2 separate regions of the Mus musculus genome follow, and region 2 is linked to region 1. The links are chromatin contacts, called in public Hi-C maps. All regions are on one chromosome and are shown on one strand. Each heading gives the region's core, a stretch centred on a gene start, on an enhancer-like site or on the middle of the called end of the contact. The rest is flanking DNA. Distances are from core to core; before and after follow the strand shown.

Region 1 (6,644 bases), core at 2,571-5,070:
TTAACTAATTGCATCTGCAAAGACTACTTTCAAGTAAAATCACATTCTGGGTTGATATGTGACAGCATGCACTCAGTCAGTCATTAGTATATTCAACATTTTGTTTTTGTTTTCGTAAAATTATAAACACCTTAGCAGATGAGAAAAGATAGACTGTTGTGGTTTTGACTTCCACTTTCCTAATGACTAATAATATTAAACATCTTTTCATGGGCCTATTAGACATTTGTATATCTTCTTTGTAGAAATGCCTACTGATGTTTTCTGCCTATTTTAAGAGTACACTTTTAAAGGTCTGTAGTGTTGTTACACGAATTCTTTATACACATCAAATAGTAAACCTTGATGCAACAAGAGCCAACCTCACACTTGTAGATCCAACTAACCACTGAAAGACAAGATTTGAAAAACACAAAAACACACTCAGCATGTGTAGTCAACATGGAACATATATTCTGTCATCTTTCCTTAAATGATGTATTATAGCAACTATTAAACTAGCATTTACATTTCTTAGTTCATTATTATATTAATTTTAAGAATAACATATACCTAGTATATATAGGCTAAATTTGAATACTCCATCATTTTATATAAAGCACTTATTCGTGTGTGGACTTTAGTTTCTATAGTGGAGTCTTAAAACCATTCCACTATGGACACTAAAGAGCCTATCCTATTTGATTTGCAAGTACAATTTATAATTCTATACAAAGTCTTTTCTGTTTTTATAATGCATTTTGACTCATAAAAATGTTTAGTTCTATGGTAAATTTTTGGTAAAACTTAACATTTATTTGTTAATACTGTTCATGCTCTTGGTGGTGCATTTAGAATCCACTCCCAAATCCAGGATCATACAGATTTAACCTAGGATTTTCTTCAGAATTCTATAGATTATTTAATGATTGACTTGGGACTTATTTTCACATATGGTGTAAGGCAGAGGTCCTTTCACATGTGGGTGTCCAGCTGTTTGATACCACCTGTTGAATCAACTATTCCTTTTCTTGCATGTTCTTAGTACCTTTATCAAAAATCAACTTGCTATACATACATGGGTTTATCTCTGGGCTGTGAATTCAACTGTATTGGAAGAAGTAAGCATTTTGTGCCAATACCATGCAGTTATAAAAACCGTAACTTTCTGGTAAGTTTGAAGCCGAGAAATCTGTGTTTTAAATGTTCCTTTCTTTACATTTGTATTTGTAATTTGCTATACGCTGATTTCTTTGGAGCCAGCAGTCTCTCTCTCCCTTCATGAGTACCTAGTTAATAAAAACAAAATGTTGAAAGGACATGTTTAAAAGTCTGGCTGCATGCAGCCCCCCAACCACTGGAGCAGTGACTGGATGAGCAGGGCGAAGATACCAAGTGGAGGGGACTCCCCCTCCTCAGAGAAGGGGACCAGAGCATGGGGAGGATCTGTGTGAGGGGATATTGGGAGGAGATGGGGGCTGATATTGGGATGTAAAGTGAATACATTAATTAATTAATTAATAAGGAAAAAGGACATGAAGAAGAGTCTGGCTGTTTTTCACTGCTAAAACTTTCGAGTTTACCTTATACAACAGACTTGACACATATTACAAATGAAATCACAATAAAAATGTAAGGTTGGCATTAAAATAATTAACCTATTTGTGGAAACTAAAGCATGATTACTGAATAACAGACACAAAATCTCCTATTAAATAAAAGGGTAAAACTCCATATAACTACTGCCAAGTTTATGCTATCTACTGTATCAACTATGTTTTGTTTCACTTTCAGTGTGACAGTAACTTATCATCTCTTCCTTAGAAATCTTCATTTTACTCTTTCAAACCCTTTGCCTCCTAAGTCCTTAAAGATGTTTATCATTTGTTGTGGGTGGGTAGGGGGGTGGCATTAAGAGTTCTGGTCTCCTTTCTAGAGTATGTTTAAATGGTAAGAATCAAGTCTGTGAGTGAGAAATAATCCAAAACAACTGGAAAAACCCATAGGTATTTCAAACTCAGTCTGTATTGAATTATGTTAAAAAAGGTTTTCCCAGATAAAAGGATGGATTTCAACAATCTGCAAGAAAAGTCTTATACAACAGATATCAAAATTAATACTCACAAGAGATCTTTTAACATTTGAAGACTCTATTTCAATTTTGACTAGAAACTGAAGAAGTATCTTAGCATCCCTAACTTGGGAAGATTTCTAAATGATTCTGAAGAGACTCCAATAGGCTATTAGTAATACAACTCAAAATGTCTTATTTTCTAAGAGGTTGGATGTGAAACAGCAATGGCAGTAACAGGGATGGGAAGATGGGCAATTTCCAAAGTGACCAGGCACCTCTGGTAACTGTTCTTGGCACGGCACTAACACAACCTGATTTTTGTTCTGCTGTGACTGGCACTAATGCCTTCCACAAACAGGTCAGTTCTGTTGCTCGTCAGACTGTTTCCTTAGCTTTCTATCTGCCACGGGAGAGCAAAGTCAGATTATGTAAATGGCATACTGACTTCAGAAATTGTCTTTTCATAAGATCACATCTCATTTGCTTTTCAGGGGTTACGTTTAAAAGCTCTGCGTTTTTTTGATAGGTATAACTAGGATTTTCATCTCCTCAGAACTAAGTCTGGTGTCCTCTCCAGTCTACTCCTAACACTATAATCTAACCACAACACTCCACTGCTTAGCAGCCTCTCAGAAAATAGTCTTTACTCCTGTTTAGCACAGGGAGTTCCTATAAAAGTGAGTCACATCCTTTCACTTCTGTACTGAGAATCTTACAAAGTCTCCCTAACTCACTCACATAAAGGCCTTGTCCCCACACAGCACGAAAACCCACACTTCTTCCTTTCTGACTCATCTGCTGTGCTCAGGCCTTCTCTGTGCTTTTAGACTATGCAAAGCATGCTCCCTGTCTCAGTATTTCTAAGTGTCCCTCTTTCTGGAATGTTCTTCTTCAAGGAACCTACTGCCTAAGCTATCTTTAACCTATCATAAACCATAACCTCTAACACTAGAACATCCAAATTCCTAAATCATGGTGATGTAAGATTTATTTAGGTTTAGCAGCCTTTTGATAGTCATCAGATCAAATGATATTCAGGAATGTCTAAAAGGCAGCTTCCACCCCCCTCTCCTCCCCCCCCCCACCCCGGTGTGTGTGTTTGTGTGTATGAGCGCGGGAATGCCTGCCTATCTGTCTGACTAATATTCGTTTCTGGGTTTCAGAAATCTATTTAAAATTAGTATTAATTATGACTCTGAAAACTGTCCAAGTGTAACTTTTCGGATGCGATACGTGCCTTGAAAAAAAACCAATAGATTATAGGTAAATGATTTAATACTTTACTTCACTCACAAAATATTATGACTTTACATCCTTTGAGTTCCCATTGGGAAAACTTAAGGCAGGAAAACTGGCTTCTACCATAAGGACAAACTTACCCCAGGAACCTAAGGAGATTTAAGGATTACAACCTGAGTGTCTGCGACGTGAGGCAGCGGCTTTGGGAATGCGCCACGTTTTACTCAGCACACTAGGAAAAGATTGCTTTGCACTGTTTTCAGCCCAGGAGAAGGCCCACGCCGTCCTCGGTCCCAGGCTGGCGTCCCGCCCCGCAAGGACGCCCCCACCCACCCACCTCTCGGGCTCCATGCCGCCGCGCGCCCTCGGGCGGCTCTGGGCCGGAAGGCCGCAGGGCTGTTGGCCCGGTGTGTAAAGAGTCTGGGGACACGCGTGACGGAGCACTCGCCCCCACCCTCCCTGGCTTCCTGCCCCTAGGGTCCACGACCCTCCTCACCACGCGCGGATCTGCACAGCGCCGGAACCCAGCCAGTCCCGCCTGCTTGAGCGCGGTCAGAGCTCTCTTGTCTTTCCATTGGGCGCAATGGTCGTCAATCACGGAAGCTGGTGGGCGGGCTTGCGCGCTGAGCGCTGCTATAGCAACCGCCTGTCGGGAGCAAACGCGGGCCGCGGAGGGGAGAGCGGCTGTTGCGCGGGCGCGGGCAGGGGCGCAGGGAGGGGATATGGTGAGTGCTGTGGGACCCTGGTGTTCTTCCCAGCTTACTGCCTTCCGTGTCAGGATCTTTAGTAGCTAAGCCAGGGAGAACAGAGATGGGTCTCCCTTTCCATTTATCCACCAACGCCTGCAGTCTATGAGGGTTGGCCCAGCGATAAAGAGATACGACCCTGGGGCACGGAGACCACTGCAGACAGACTTCAAGACAGGGAAGCGAGCATAGCAGAGGCCATCAACCTCGGGCCACCAACATCCTGCGGGCCATCAACTCAGCCGCTGAAGGAACAGGAACCACTGAGGGTCAGGGAGCCACCAACTCATCTGCTGACTGGAAGTGGGGTACCTAGCTAACCACTGATGATCAGGGGACCAGCAATTCTTTCACGGAGAGGAAGGGGCCCACTGACTCAATCCTGATGGCCAGGGGCTCATCAACTCAGGCCACTCAAAGCTAAAGGGTCACTGACTTCTTGCTGAAAAAAAAAAAAAAAAATGATGACTCAGGTGACTTCCCTAGGCTCTAGAAGACCACTCAGGCCACTCAAAGCTAAAGGGTCACTGACTTATTGCTGAAAAAAATGGTGACTCGGGTGACTGCCCTAGGCTCTAGAAGACCACTCAGGCTCATCAACTCAGGCCACTTAAAGGGTCACTGACTTCTTGCTGAAAAAAAAAATGGTGACTCAGGTGGCTGCCCTAGGCTCTAGAAGACCACTCATCAGAATCTGCAGCTCTAGAACCAAGAATCCGAAGTGACCACAGCCAATAGGCCACTTAGATCCTCAGCCACCTCCAGGGCTTCCCCACTCCACTTGCAGAGAGGAGAATCTACAGTGATTCTGTGACCTACTTTGGTGACATAAAGAAGCAAACAGCAGACAGATCCTTCATCTTCCACATGTTGGGTGTATCCGCATAATTGGTCAAACATTCTCATGCGTATCTGTGGAGCAGACGTTCACCATAACCAGGGTTTTTTACTTTTGTGTTTTTGTGGTGCAGGATGATTGTGTTCTAGTATGCATGCCCCTGTGCTGTTTGCTGCTTTGTGGGTTCTTTTCTCTTCCACTCTTTCCTACTCTTTAAACCCTCTAATGCTAGATAGGAGAGAGAGAAAAAGAGTAGAGGGGAAAGGAATGGCGTTATCATTAAACTACTTCCTACTGATTAGGGGTGTAGAGTTCTTTGGGACAAGTTTGATCTTTGCTGCCAGGATATCTAACTTCTTTGCACAGGACTACTTAACAAACCCAACCAACCAACCACCACCAACAACAACCCCACCTCTTGAGGCCTCAGCATGTGTATACCTTCTGAAAAGTTGCCAGAATTCCAAAAGTCACACATTCGAAGAAACTATCTGCAGCTGACAAAATCACACCCCTGCTAGAGCACGAGGCAAATCATAGTCAGCTGCTGTGGACAGTCTGAAGCAGCCCCATATCCCACACCTGGGATTAGAATGAAAACGTATTCCCACAACATTTCTGTGTTTTTCAAAGAAAATAAAATTCTCACTACATCAAGCAAGTACTGTGATACATGTATGAGAAGTGCACATTTCTTAAAATAATACTGTTCTCATAAGCTAACTGCACTCTGATATACCACACAGTTTTATGCTAGTTTACTTAGCTGCTTCTCCCTTCAAAAGCTCTAGTTTTAAGAGGGGGAAAATCTAAGAGAAAAAAAATGCCCACATTTTCTATCAAATTAATAATTGTGGTTAGGAATCTCGGGCAGGACTGAGAGTTCCAGGGCAGTCTGGGTGCCCTAGGGAGGCCCTGTTTCAAAAGATGGGGGAAAAGATGTTAATAACCTAAAGTATTAACAAGGGGGAAAACAAGCTCATTCTATAAAAGAAAATGGGATAACTGAATTGTCATTCTAGCTACACAGTTTTCACCCATGTGTATGCTTATTGCAGGCATCCAGCCAGCGCATAACTTTAGACCAATGGAAGAAAAAAGCAGCAAAAGTTGAACTGAATGACACCCAGAAGCAAGAAATTAAAGAGGCCTTTGACTTATTCGATATTGATGGATCTGGAACCATAGATCTGAAAGAACTGAAGGTTCTGAAATTATTTCTAAGACAATATCTTGTAACATTTTAGTTGTGTCCTTGGTTGATGAATAAGTCAAAACCCAGAATTATCAAAGTTACGTCCTCTATCTGTAAATCTTGTTTATTTTACTATTATAATGTGTGTATAGTTTTATATGCTATTAATTAGTCATTTTAAAGTTCAAAATGCGATCATGGCATTATTAAAATATGTCCCCCCCCCTCCTATTGCAGATTGCAATGAGGGCCTTAGGCTTTGAGCCAAAGAAAGAAGAAGTAAAACAACTGATCGCTGAAATCGACAAGGAAGGGACTGGCACCATTTGTTTTGAAGATTTTTTTGCCATCATGAGCGTAAAAATGGTATAGTCTATTTTTCAAAGAAACCCCAGTAGGGCCTTGTGCATGGTAGGGCTGGAGCATAGAGATTTCATGGAAACTCATGGAAAGTTCTGGAACTAGGTATTAAGGGTTTGTAGTGGGGATACAACAGCAAGGACAGATATTTTCAGAATGGTAAAGACTATAAAGAAGAGTTTAATCAGGAAGTACTGATACAAGACAGAAGGA
Region 2 (6,660 bases), core at 774-3,273, 160 kb before region 1:
TTTTAAATGTGCTCTCAAATTAAAGATCAAAAAGGAGAAACTTACCCATAGATCTGGCTAGAGCCAAACTTTAGACTCAGTATCTTATTTTCTTCTCTACTTTTGAAATGGTTCAATCTTTTTGGGCTTGCATCATCCTCTGCAATATTCAAGGCACTAGATTCTCCTGTACATGCTTCCATTATTCTCACAAAACTCACACTTGTTAACACTTCCTCATTTCCCACACAACAACCATGCCTTCTTTAAATTCTTGTTGTTACTCTAAGCACAGCACCAACTGAGTGAGGTACTAGTACCAATAGAGGATACAAGCTTCACTAAGGACTTATAATGATACTAATATTTCAAAAATGGGAACCAGTTCTAAAAAGAAGAAAACCTTTAGGTCCCAATTGTGTTTATTTTGAACTTGCCATATCCACACAGCTCTACAGTGCTATAATATAGATACTGGCAAACAACTTGAATAGACAGAAGCTAGAGATGGAATTTCAATTATAGATTGTGTAGTAAATATATGGATATAAAACAAATCATATATGACAAAGGAAAAGGCAGGAATGGGAGAGGAAAACAACCATTTTGTTGCTAAATCAGTATGGTGCTAGCAAGGTGGGGTGAAGTGGACAATGAATGGGGCTTCTTCAATTTTCAGTCTTCCTTGTTTCTAGCTAAATACTTTCCAGACTAGTCAACCAAAGCAGACTTGTATCAACACAGACTGATTAAAAAGTTCCTCATAAAGTTAAGGTGATCAGAAGAAGCAATCCACTGAAGACGCACTTCCCCAAATAAAAAAATTCAAATGAAACTGGACTCCCGATATGAAGAGAGACCATGTAAACACCAACCACACGAAATTCCAGATGCCAGGCAGTCTGAGCAGCTCGGCAATAACTATCACACCGTGAAAGAAAAAGGTGCTAACGGGTCTCAAAGGACTATTTATGATAATTTAATGCAATGATTGCTGTGAAATAGCTGATGTATTATGCACACTAACACATATTCAATAGTACAACTGAAAGTGAAAGCGAAACTTAAGATAATTAAAAGTACAATTTAAAATTTTAATAAATATAATGGTATTTATCCATTATATTTTCATTCCCTTTTCCCCTCATAGAGAGAGAATCCATAAAAGGATGCACTTTGATTTACATGAACTTTTCCCTTGCATTCTCAAACACTTGCCAAGGAGCTATTCTCGTTTTATAGACAGAAGTCCTCTTCTCACAAAAAGACCAAATTAAAATCAGAATCTGGCTTCAAATGACTGAAAACCCATTTCTAGTACAGGCAATCTATATAAGAAAAGGCAAACTAGGTTACGCTGTGCTGTAGAAAGCTATATTGTTCATAATTAGGTTGGCTGTTTACATGATAGGGGGTTTACACTAAGAAGGGGTCTAAATAAAAAGTGAACATTTCTTGTTCTTTAGGACCATGTCAATAAATGGTCACAAAAATGAAGACTGGCTATTCATAAAGTGTATGGTAACACTGCAATATAGGAAAGGTATGGTCCCTCAACCCGAATCATCCTCTAAATAAGTTATGACAAAACAGACTAGATCATAATCATATAGCAATCATTTAAAGGATCATTAACATTCTTTTCTGTTGTGGAGCTCCACGTGAAGAGAAAGGAAACCAGATTTCTAACAGCAAAATCTACAAGATCATGTAGTATTAACATTTCCAACAATAGAAGCTAACATCAGAGTCAATCTGAAAAGCAGAAAGTAAGGGCAGTTGACAAAAAGATTTCCTCAAATGTGTTACATCCTGAAGACAGAGTACAAAACCTAGATCTTACACATTTTTGATGCATGAGCTGAGCAACAAAACCTTTGTCCCTGAGTTTCCTATCTATAACAGTAATCTCCCACTGAAATAAAAACAAATCTTCAGAAGGAAGACAGGGATCTAAAGTTATTTACCACGTAGTTCTATACTATAGGCTGAAACTGAAACCACACAAATGTCAGTTCTTAATGAAACCAGAGCAGGGAGACTGAAGAACACAGAACACACCTAGCTATCTTCCTCTTTTCTTGACCTAGTTGATTTTAAGGTCTCTATGCTTTATTTCAAATGAGAAGATTCCTAATTCAAAGTAGATCCTGAAAACTCAACCATGAACATAATTGATAAAACACACACACGACAAAAAGAATAATTGAAAAATTAAAATGGGGAGATAAAGTTATTCCAGTCATCCAAAAGAAAATAAAACCGCAATTACTAGATTGTAAAAGATACAAGATGTCATTAAATGTCATGCATATAAAAGTCAACTGAAATAAAATAAGAGATGTAGTAAAGAAGAACATAAAACAACACACAACTATACAAAATATTGAGAAGTGATACACAAAAACAAGAAAGAAAACATGGGTGACTATGTTAATAACTAGAGAATTAGAATACAGAGTCCAGAGGGGATGTAGTATGTTATGGATGTGTAGGAACTAAGAAGCAAGTATGAATCAACACTAATGAGAATAAAAAAGGAAAGAGATAAATCCAGAATCATACTTTACAGTTTTCTCTCAGAAAGTAGTGGACCCAAAAAACAAACAAACAAACAAAAACCAAAAACCAAAAAACCAACACCACAGGACTTTGGTAGGGTACCACACCAAACAGAGACTCTTTCAAAGGACATAGGAAACATTCAATGAGAGATCACATCTTAGATCAAAAAAGGAAAACAAACTAGTTTTAAAAAGTCAAACTAATTTTAAATTTTTTAAAAAAATAATTACTCTCTGATCATAAAAACCTGATCTCCAAAGAGTATATGGAGAATTCCAAATATTTAAAAATTAGGCAACATATTTCTAAATACTTTATCAAACACTTGAGCTGACTAAAAATAGAACACATCTAAGGTTTTGTGAAACATAGGGCAATAGTTTCCGGAGAGAAATCTTTATCATTTGTAAAGCTTCAAGTTAATAATTAAAGTACCAGCCACAAAAATGAGAAAACAAAATATAAAAAAGGAAGTTATAAGAAAGAAATAAAATTAAATATAACAAAGCAATAGAGAAAAATCAGTAAAGCCACAGCAGTGACATGACAGAAGAAACTTAAGAGGATGGTCTAGTAAAACTGACAGAACAGAAAAAAGACACAAAGGAGAGACAAAAAAAAAAAAAGAAAGAAAGAAAGAAAGAAAGAAAGAAAGAAAGAAAGAAAAAGAAAGAAAGAAAGAAAAAGAAATCTCCACCCCCCCAAAAAAAAAACCCTGCATGTTTACACAAAATCCTGCCATAAACATTTACAATATTATCCTTCATTGCAAAACTGATAGTTTAAATGCCTGTGAATAAGTGTACATATAAACTGACCAGAGTTGTACTTTATAAAAACTGAACTTAGATGCACAGCAACAACCTAACTTCATGAAATGAAAGAAATCATTCTCAAGAGACTACATACTGTACATATGCAACTCTGTGACATTACAGAAGGAACTAATGGAATAGACGGGACTACTATTTAACACAAATAGGAAGAAAAAGGGTGGTGGCATAAAGTAACTCTTTTTGAATAATTAAATCAGTGTACATTATAATTATGGGACTGCATCACTAACTCTACAGTTGTCAACTCAAAAATTTAGTTCCCAGCTCTGTGACCTTGGTCAGATTTCTTAAATGTATATGTTGCTCTTTGTAGGATCAGGTATTATAATGGTATCTAACTCATAAAGTTAAGACAGGATAACTAAAAAGATATCTAACATATTATAAATGCATCACTTAAAAAACTGGAGTTGAATATGCCATACTTTAGCACTCAAAAGAGAAAATGCATTTCTATGTACTTGCGTTACAGCCTTTACTTATAGGTAAATAAGAGATCTTCCAGTCAAAGTCATGGGTAATGGTCACAAAGGGAAAGGATAAGAACTTAGCCCAGCAACAAGAAACTGATACATCACATCACCATGTATGTAAGCAGCCCTATATTCTCTTATCTTTCAAAGACCTAATAAATTTCTGTAAACCCAACATTCAACATTCAGGATTCTTTTGAATCCTGAAATCCTGGGAGAGGGGGTGTTTGTTTGTTTGTTTGTTTGTTAGAGACAATGTTTCTCTGTGTAGCCCTGGCTATTGTCCGGGAACTCACTCCTTAGACCAGAATGGCCTCAAACTCAGAAATCCACCTGCCTCTGCCTCCCAAGAGCTGGGATTAAAGGTGTGCGCCACCACTGCCGAACATTCACGATTCTTTTTCATAGGTTTAAAAGAATAGGCATAATAAATATGAAGAATAATATTCAACGTATTTAATGCAAATAAAAGTGTATAAGGTCTGATATACATCAATAAAATTATGTAATCATAGTAATTATATAATAATTTTCTAAAATTATTACCAAGCATTTAAAAATCTTGTATTTGGACATTATTACAGCTCACACTCTGTTCTATTGTACTTCTGTTTTTCTACTTCCAAGACAGGACCCTTCCTGCCTCAGCACTTTGATGCATTACCAAGCCTGGTACATTTTGCTGGGTTTTAGAGGAAGGGTTGAAGTAGAGAATCATTACTAAATAATGAGGTTTTTAACAATGAGAGTTCATAAAGAAGAAGAAGAAAAGAAACCATGAACACAGGAAACTGGACATAATTCTTCAAGTTTATGATGTTTGGATTTTTTTCTTTTCGGTAACTGCTTAAAAAGTCTAGCCATAACCATTTTTCAGTCATTAAACAGAAACTTCAATATAATTCTAAAGTGAATTATTAGCTATCATAATTAAACACATAAACAGCCATCAATTAGACATTTAAGGTTAAGCTTACACAACTAATTTTCATAACAAAATTAAGCCCCATCACATCTAACTTGTAAAAAAGTATAATCTCTGTGTTAAAAACCATTTTCCCACATTATTTCTTCAGTGCAAGTTCTCAAGGGGAGCTGGTAGATGCTGTATCCTTTAAGTCTGCAGAGATTTATCAAAAATTTTTACACTAAGAGAACAAGAAGGAGTGATTACTACCAATACAATTTCAGTGTTTACGCTGACATTTCTACCAACAATTAACAGAAAAATACTAGAAAGATGTGTTTTCAAGCACAATGTTTTTTCCCCATATTAAATGCATTTCTGAACTAAGTGCATGGAAAATTAGCAAACAGAAGGAAACACAACACAGAGCTATCATTTCAAAATGATATTCTTAAGAAGTTTAAAGATATCATTTGTAGAACACAAAAGAGATTTCCTCCTCAGCAACATTCCAGGACACCGCTCTTTCCTGCCCACCAGCAGACAGGACTATACTTGTCTAGGAGCCACTCGAGTGTTTACACAAAGGCAGTTTTCCTGAATCTTATTATGGACACAAAACAGGAGATATAGTGATACTGCCTCCAGCATATGTTCAAAACAGTTTAGAATAAATGGTGTCTTTCCCTAAGAAAAGTTACTAGGCTAACACTGATGTCAGTTATCTGTAACACTAGTAGACAACAATTGCCAAGACAGGATCTGGAAGGAAACAAATACTACCAAAGAGTTGGCTATATTTTACAGAGCATTATGCTACAGCCACTAAAAACTATCCCCAAATTCACAGGACAAAATAAAGAAATTTTATAATCACTTTAGCAGGAAAGCTTAGTAAAGGAAAAACTAAGCTACAAAAGTTATCTATGTAAAGTGGTCACCAACCAAAACAAACAAACAAAACATCAAAATCCAACAAATGGGCTTTATGTGCCAATTTCCTTTTTTAATTTAAGAGAAAAAAGGGGATTACCTTTTATAACAACATATTTATTAAATTCCAACAGACTTACCAAAAATGAGCTTTGAATTTTGCTTATAAATGCATGATAAAATGCAATTCATGTATTACATAGAACAACTTACAGAAATAAAAAGTTCATGTTTCATAAACTAGCAGAATGAAATTTGGCTTGACTGCCCCCTGCTGATACAAAATGTCTACAATTACAAAAAAGCCAAGATAACATGAGACTATCTTTCAAAAGAATTCTTCCTAATTGTTGGTTTCATTAAAACCCATAAGAAAACAAAAAAGGATTAAACATTTCATGCTAACAAAATTTATGTGGTAGTAATAGCATTTAAATGTTTTTATCTTTCTCTTCATCCAGTGGGCAAATAGTCACATAATAGCAGATATCTGAGAATTATTCAAAGTGATTTGATGGCTTCTGACTTCAAGTTCTCAGACATATAGAAAAATAAATCAGCAAAGGATGAACAACTGTAGAACATCACTGACTGAACAACCCTGCAGAGAAGCAAGGGAGAAAACAGAGACTAGATGGACCAAGAAAGAAAAACATGAGCAACAAAACCTCAGAACAGAAACTTGGTAATGTCAGGGGTACTAAGTGTGGGTGACAGCTGATAAAAAGTAGTAAAAATGGCCTTCAAGTAAATAGGAAGGAAATAATCAAGTTCAGTATGTGCAGGATCCCTGACTGCCAGACACAACTACTAAGGTAATGGAAGCAAGGATACTTCTCCCAACAGTGAGCTACGATGGCTACAGTTTCTTTATTGTGGCCCCTTGCATAAAGATTTCTTGGATAGCTCAGATATTCACTAATTAAAGTTAAAGTTAGTTCTAATGAATTCTGATTTACCAAGTATT

What was found. Hi-C and Micro-C count contacts between places; a contact is called where the count stands out from the background.
Region 2: a contact with region 1 is called in a Hi-C map of CD8 T cells, with 2.0 times the contacts expected there. The contact joins the enhancer-like site here to the promoter of Bbs12 in region 1. A contact is called at or near these places in 2 of 39 promoter capture datasets (the 3T3-L1 cell line and neutrophils), 1 of 15 datasets of contacts at CTCF or cohesin (CD8 T cells), 3 of 484 Hi-C or Micro-C datasets (CD4 T cells and CD8 T cells), 2 of 115 datasets of contacts at active chromatin or transcription factors (CD8 T cells and effector CD8 T cells) and 1 of 9 other capture datasets (liver).

The regions. Positions count from the first base shown.
Region 1 is chr3:37,309,730-37,316,373 of GRCm38.p6, reverse strand. Bbs12 (Bardet-Biedl syndrome 12 (human)) reads right to left here and starts at 3,820. Exons shown (of 2, transcript NM_001008502.2): 1 at 3,789-3,820. Cetn4 (centrin 4) reads left to right here and starts at 3,928. Exons shown (of 5, transcript NM_145825.2): 1 at 3,928-4,017; 2 at 5,935-6,081; 3 at 6,309-6,437. The coding sequence starts at 4,015.
Region 2 is chr3:37,471,959-37,478,618 of GRCm38.p6, reverse strand. The region is part of intron 14 of Spata5 (spermatogenesis associated 5); the gene reads right to left. Among named protein-coding and RNA genes, the nearest start is that of Spata5, 55 kb to the right of the region's middle. Within about 2 kb of position 2,023, at least 32 of the 459 cell types and tissues checked have an H3K27ac peak or open chromatin away from gene starts, as enhancers often do. A contact at or near this core is called in CD8 T cells, where this site is marked.